Linked DNA regions of Anser cygnoides: region 2 is linked to region 1. A link is a contact called in public Hi-C data. All regions are on one chromosome and are shown on one strand. The core of a region is the stretch at or near the end of the contact, and the rest is flanking DNA. Distances in the headings are between cores, read along the strand shown. Region 1 overlaps CCDC88C (coiled-coil domain containing 88C). Region 2 holds the start of CCDC88C (coiled-coil domain containing 88C).

What was found. A called contact is a pair of places that touch in the nucleus more often than the background predicts.
Region 2: a contact with region 1 is called in a Hi-C map of granulosa cells, with 2.5 times the contacts expected there. The contact joins the promoter of CCDC88C here to the enhancer-like site in region 1. A contact is called at or near these places in 3 of 7 Hi-C or Micro-C datasets (granulosa cells and liver).

What each region holds. Positions count from the first base shown.
Region 1 is chr5:49,658,910-49,662,450 of Taihu_goose_T2T_genome, forward strand. It overlaps CCDC88C (coiled-coil domain containing 88C), which reads right to left. Exons shown (of 30, transcript XM_066998255.1): 16 at 1,252-1,379; 17 at 20-161. Among named protein-coding and RNA genes, the nearest start is that of GPR68, 25 kb to the left of the region's middle. Within about 2 kb of position 1,677, at least 1 of the 3 cell types and tissues checked has open chromatin away from gene starts, as enhancers often do.
Region 2 is chr5:49,725,980-49,729,520 of Taihu_goose_T2T_genome, forward strand. It overlaps CCDC88C (coiled-coil domain containing 88C), which reads right to left and starts at 1,789. Exons shown (of 30, transcript XM_066998255.1): 1 at 1,447-1,789; 2 at 1,228-1,328. The coding sequence starts at 1,506.

The DNA.
Region 1 (3,541 bases), core at 427-2,926:
TATGCAGAACCACTCTTACCATATTTAGATCATTCTGTAACTGCTGGTTCAAGTTCAGAGAGTCTTTCACTTGAGCTTCCAGCATTGCAATCTTTTCCTCTTTCACAGCTAGTGTTGTTTTTAGTGCTGATTCAGTTTTGCTCTCCAGAATCTTGTATTTTCTGAAAGACATGAGAACAGCTTTCCAATATCTACCACTGTGAAATGAGCCACCACCATCTATATAGGAGATTTTGCCTTCATCCATTCCAAATACCATCATATGTTACATTGCAAGTATTTGCTTCAGGAACATGATTTCCCCTACTGCCGCAGATCTCTGCTGATATATTACAGCTAGGGAAGCTGCTTTAGGAAAACCCAATCAATTTGAATAGGGGTTACAACCAACATGGACCTATAGAAATATCTAAGAGCTACATAACTTAGGAATATATTTTTTTCTGTTTTTCCCTTAATTACACTGCAGAAATTTCTTCTCATGTCTCTTTTGTACATTTTGGACAAGGAGAAAAATCAGCAATAGGCCCTAAAGACTCCTGCAGAATAGGTATGTTTCTCTAACTAGCTCTTACCCAAGAGACCTGTACACACGTGTCATTGGAGTTTCTTTGTTCATGGCTCTAGGATTTGCGATCAATAATTTCTTAGGCAACATCTGTGTTTATATTAACAGGTGGTTGGATCACCAATTACTCGAAGTCACGACGCACACCAACTAATGGACAGTTAGAATCATAGAATTGTTAGGGGTGGAAAAGACCTCCAAGATCATCTGGTCCAACCATCATCCTACTACCAATGTCACCCACTAAACCACGTCCCTAAGCACCAGGTCCAAACTTTCCTTAAACAACCCCAGGAATGGTGACTCCACCACTTCCCTGGGCAACCTGTTCCAATGCCTGACTACTCTTAGACACTATTCTTACTTGTAAAAAGAATAACAGGAGGAATCTACACAATGGATTGCTAGAATAGCTACCCAGCTGCTCTGCAAGGGTACTGTGATAATACTGGCTAGCATGGAGAGAGAATGACATTTCTTCCTTCCTACCAAGAAAAGGGTTGGCAAAGCTTGCAGTATACTGCCAAGCTTGCTACAGAAAAATATGCTTAATGTCCAAAATTAGTAAGGATAACTGAAGTGAGACAGATGAGAATTGAATCAAAAGGCAAAGGGCTTAAGAGTTTGGCTGAGGAAAAGCCTGCAGAGTCAAAAGAATGACAAGAAGAGCTCAGTTTCCTCACGTGTCATCATTGCCATTGTCATCTTGTAGCAGCAGCTCTTTGTTCAATCCTATCTTCTCCAGTTCCTGGCTCAGTTTGTCCAGCTCACTAGACAACTGTTGACTCTTCAGCTTCTCCAGAACCAAATCCTGTAACAGGACTAAACGATTAGTTGCTCTGCAAAGGATAGTGATAATTATCCAGCACAATAGATTTTTTTAAAGGATACTAAAAAAGTCATTGTATAAAATCCTAGTCCCAAGAAGGTCAGTTAATATTCTTCGTCAGTGCCAGCTGAAGGCTGGATTAAACTCATTGCTTTTATTTATAGCTTACTCAGAATAAATCTGAAGAACGCTATCTTTGACCTTTGTCTCACTCACTGTACTGAATTACTTCTGCCAACACGGGCATCCTGCCCATCTGCCAAAAAAAAAAGGGACGTAAGGGACGTACAGGACAGGAGACATCCTGCCCACCTGCCGGCAGATGGGATGTGTGCAAGACAGTGAACATGGCACCAGCAGAGGGAGTTCCCACCTCCCCGAGTCCAACCCAAAACAAGGATGAAAAGCCCTGCCAAAAAGTCCAGCCTAGGCTGGCACACACACAGAGAAGTGACAGGACTTCAGTATGGAAATTTCCTGAGATAACATGGTTAAGATTTGTCACCAAGGGACTTACTTACACATTTCCACTACTGACTCTGACTTTTTGACATATGGAAAATCACTGGCAAAATTATAAAACCATAATTATATTGCTGCATATGTGACAGGACAGCTCTGGAGACTGCAGTTCTCCACTTGGTTACTTACTCTCATATCTATGGATGCATTCTGGTTACATTTAGGTTTCTTAAAGAAACTTAAGCAGAACTAGAAAGAGAAGTCATATGAGAAGGGCATTTGACAGAGCCCTACGAGATGGTATGGGCAATGCTTTGCTTTTATGCCAGTAAAGTGCTTTGTGTGGAAATAACCTTAAAAGACATAGTATCAGCCCACATGTTTAAAAAGGGCAGATCATTTTTGGTGCATTGCCAAGTTCCAATGTCACAGATGTTCAAAATTTTCTGAAATGCAAAGGTATCATGAGGATCTACACTGCTTATATTTCTGTTCCAAAATTTTCTTAAATGAGGCATGGGGAAAGGACAACAAAATTAAGGAAGCATTTCAAGTAAGAAAAGATAATCCTGAATATCAAACAGAAGCAAGAGTAGAACAAACAAACAAGTAATACTAGTAATACAAAAAAGTAAACAAACTGTAAGTAGTCAACAGTTCTGTGCTATCACAAACTTAGCCAACGTGTTTAAGTGGCAAGGAAAAATGCTAAGGTCAATGTTAGTTTATAGTCTAGAAACAGGTCCCTTCTTCAATATCCATGAGCTCCTTCTACAGAATCTGTAGAAGATAAGTGAGAAAAGGAGAAGATATGCTTTATGCATGTGCTGCATCACAGTCTGCAGATGTCTGAGAAGGGAAATATTAAAAAGATGTCTTCTCAGAAAAGCTATTATTCTCTGTATTTTTAAGGAAAGCTGGATAGAAGCAACTTGGGACTGTTCAAAATATTTCTGATAAACTTTTTTTCATCCTGAAAATTACACTACTGCTTCGAAAACTAAAAGCAAAGGAAATCTACAAGTTAGTAAGGCTAATGCAATTACTTAACTTAGTCATTTCACTGAGCTACTACAGCATTGACAATTTTCATTTGAATGTTCTTTCACAGGGAATCCTGTTTCTGCTAGGACAACAGCAGGGGCAGCAGGTCATAACAGAAAGCTGCAATAACCTGAATTAGCTCATAGGCCATTCACAAAAGTGGCAGGAGCTGGCACAAAAATTGTTAGTTTGTCAAGGTCCTAATGCGTACTGTGTATTTTTTAAAAGATGACTACTAGGAAAAGTATGCTGAAGTGGAGAGGGCTGCTGGAAGAGATCGCTGCTGCTTAACAACAGAGCTGCTTAGGATGCTTTCACTCTGTACGAAGATGTAAAGCAAAGCTCAGTGCAGCCGTTACTGAAAAGGTCAAGTTGGTCACCTGGGACAGGTCTTGTCCCAGCTATGTCTGTTTTAGAACTGGGATGTTAATATGTCCTCAACAAGTGCTCTCATTTCTAAGGTTAGGAGTCCATCTCCCTTACTGGAAGCTCTCAAGTAAGCAAACAATTTTGAAGTCAGAATTTGAGGAAGCAAAGTCATTGGTTACAGCTACAAGGTGGGAGCTGTGTTAACACCCTGTTCTGCATGAAGATGATGTCATTTGGAGACACTATGTTTGTGGACACAAAGTGGTACG
Region 2 (3,541 bases), core at 539-3,038, 67 kb after region 1:
GTTTTCTTTAGTGCTTTTTTTTGGTTGGTTTGTTTGGTTGGTTGATTTATGACCATTGCGTTTGGTGCAAAATCCCATTTCCCACATTTTGGAAAAGGTACAAATCTGCATTTGAATGCTCATGCTCAAGGCTCCAATTTGCAGAAACTTCTCTTTTGGAAGCATAATTATTCCTCAGAAATGCTAGAATTTGCATCTTCTTTTTACAACTAACACTTTGCTCCATTTTACACCACTACTGCATCAACCCCAAGCGGGGTGACTGATCTGGGTCCTTCTCTGAATCATGAATCACCTTCAGATCTTCATTGTCCAAGTTCCAGTACAGAATTTCCACCATGAAGAAAGCTCGATTGCCTTTACAGCTGGAGCAGCCAGGTACCAGAAGATAACAGAACTTGCCAACTTGAGAGGGTGGGACACAGATTCTCACACTTTTTTTTAAGTTACTTTTCAAAAAAAAAAGAATTCTGTTTAAAGATCCTAATATACACTCTTCATTTATGTGCTTGAAGTTGGCCTAACTTCACATCACTGGTTGAGCTTTACTTGGTTTCGTTCTGTGAGAAAAGGGCAGTGCCAGAACTGGGTGATGTTGGAAGCTTCCTCCCCTGCAAGTCAAATACCTTTCCCTGCCAGCTCTTTATCAGATGCATTTCTGAGTATTTAAAAGCAATTACAAAGACGAAACAGAAACAGCCAGGATCTGCGCATAGCAGAGCAGTGACAGGAAAGGATGTGGTTAAAAATGGATGCTTTAACAACAATTTACTTCAGGGTTAAAAGAAAAGAGTTATTTTCAGTCTGGGCTTTTAACCTACTTGTAAGTTTCCTCGAGACATATCTCTACAGCACTGCCTGAAAAACACACTAGCTACCAAAGTAAAGTTTTCTCTTTACCAATCTGTTTTTAACGCCAAATCTTACACGACCACGTAGACATGCTTCAGATGCAACCCCCCCAGTAAAGCTTCATCTGATGAAGCGCTTTCGTTTCCTTATTTACCCTGCAACGCAGCCTCTCCTGAAGGGCGCGAGCACGCTAAAAACGAGGCAGCCGTTTAAAAGCGTGCAAAACCAGAAGGAGCTGAAGCAGCAAAGCAAACCCGGACGGGACGGAGGGTTGCATTCCCCCCCTTTCTTTTTGTTACTTTCCTAAAGGCGTCGGAAGGGAGGCAGACGCCCGACCGGTGCCGTTCCCCCCCCCCACCCCGTGCCCCCGCTCACATCTGCAGCATGATCCTGTTGAGCAGCACGCCGTCCGCCAGCTCCATGTACATGCCCAGCTTGTCCTCGCTGCCGCTCGCCAGGGCCCCGAAGGTTTTCACCTGCCAGGGAAGGGAGGATGAAGGAAGGATGAAGGACGGAAAAGAGGGACGGGGGCGTGCTGCGGCCGAAGCAGGTGCCTCGGGAGCTGCCCGCCGGCCGCCTGCCCCCCGGACTCACCCAGGTCACCAGCGGGCTCTGCAGGAAGAGCTCCAGGAGCTCGGAGACGGTCACGTCCATGTCGCCGGGAGGGCGCGGCAGCGGGGCCGGCTCACTCGGCAGACAAAGGCGCCGAGCCCATGGCCCCGCCGCCGGGCAGCGCCCGCCTACAGCGGCGGCGAGCCGCGGCTCATCGCCCCCCGGCCCGGCGGAGCTCGGCGAAGGGGAACGGGGAAGGGAAATGGCGGCGGGGGGCAACGGCCGCCCGCGGGGGGTGGGCGCGGAGGCGGGAGGCTCCTGCGGGGCCGCTCCCGGAGCCCGCGCGGCGCGGCCCCGTCCCGGCCCCGCTGCTACCTGCGGCGGGGCGCGGCCTCGCCCCGGCCATTACAGCCCGGCCGCCGTGACGGGCGGCGCCCGCCGCCAATGGGAGCCGCCGAGCGGCCGGCGCTAGCCAATAGGAGGCAGACGGGGGCGGGAGGAGGCGAGGCGGAGGGTGCCCCCGCCCGGCCCTGAGGTGGCTGCGTGGGGGCTGCAGGGGGCAGCTGAATCCCCGCTCAGCGCCAGCGGGCAGAAAGGGAAAATCTCTGGAAAAAAGGGGGGTGTACACGATCTCACGCCCGCTTCCAGTAAAACGAAGCGAGGGGCAAGCAGCACTCGGTCCTCGTTGCTGTCCTCAAGCAGCATCAGGTGGTTTGTTAGGGATACCGCTGCCAAGGGGACAGCGCTCCTCTGCGGGGCCGAGCACGGCGGGGCCCTGGCTAGCAGCTCGTGGCTAGCAGCCCGTGGGCCATGGCTAGCAGCCCGTGGGCCCACTGCTGCCCCAGCACCCACAGCAATCGCTCAGCAAGTGAATTATTTCCCGGGGGGGGGGGGGGAATGGGGGCAGAACTTAATTTATTTTAGTTAAAAAATAATAATTCCAGATAATCTGACATTCTCCCATAATTCTAATGGACTTTTTCTGTTTCTTAGTTGTATCTGGATGACTACACCACTTTATTTTTCCCCAGAATGCGTGTTCTATTTTTCATACAATAGTCTGTGCATCAGCCACTTCAGAATGCATTTTGTCTGTCTCATTTAATCACAGTAAACTCACAAAATATATTTTGGATCTTACCAAGTCAGGCAAATTGTATCTGCAATTCTTTTTCTTACTGACCACTCAATCTCCCACCCCTATTTTTGAGAAGGGATGTGGGTACACGTGTGTAGCTTCGTTCTGTCGGGGAGGGACAGATGTTGTTTTGCCTGTAGGAACTGAGCGGTTTGTAAGCAATCCATTACGAAGTGACAGACAATGTTGTTCTTTGCAGCGGCCTGCTTGTCCCACATAAGATCAGTTTTAATTATTTGTTTCACGAGGATCTTTATTTTAGGCAGCCGTGTAGGTAGAGTCAGTGATAATCAGGAAATCTGGCAGTAAATCTCAGATACATTAGTGGGAGGGATGTTGTCATCTGAGACGTCTATGGAAGAAAAAGGGAAACTTCCCCCATGTTGGAGAGCAGGGGTTGTCCTGAGTTGGTCACCCCTCATCAGCCATTTTGAGGCGAGGTCAGCCTGAGGGAAGATGGCACCTTCCTGCCTGCACTACCCCTGCTCGATGCCTGCTTCATTAGCCCAGCCCCGCAGGGGGAAGCATTCATGGAGGAAAACCTCCCTGCTCTTATTAAAGACACCAGGAGTAGCCCAAAACTCCAGGTCTGCACTTGGATGGATCCCATTTATTATACAGGAACGGCCCTCAGTTAGCTAGTGAACATGCTATTTAAGCATGCTAATGATCAGGCATGATCAAAACATCCTTAAATCTTGTGGACCAACACATGATACCAGGGACCAGACCTCTGTGAGCTGCCCCTTGCTTACAACCTGGTGCAGCCACTTCTCTCCAAGGTCCTCGTGAGGATGTACCAGGGGGTAACAAACAGTTAAATTACACTTACCTTGTGCTGTGGGAATCATGTTGTCTCAGCTTTTCTGCTACTGAAAAGAAGGAGGTTGCAGGGACGCTGTTTGCTGTAGTTGGAAGGACAAACAGCATGCTTTTGAGTGTAACAACTCCTGCTCAGGTATGGAGAGAAAGGGAATGATTAATTGTTTCTCAACACTT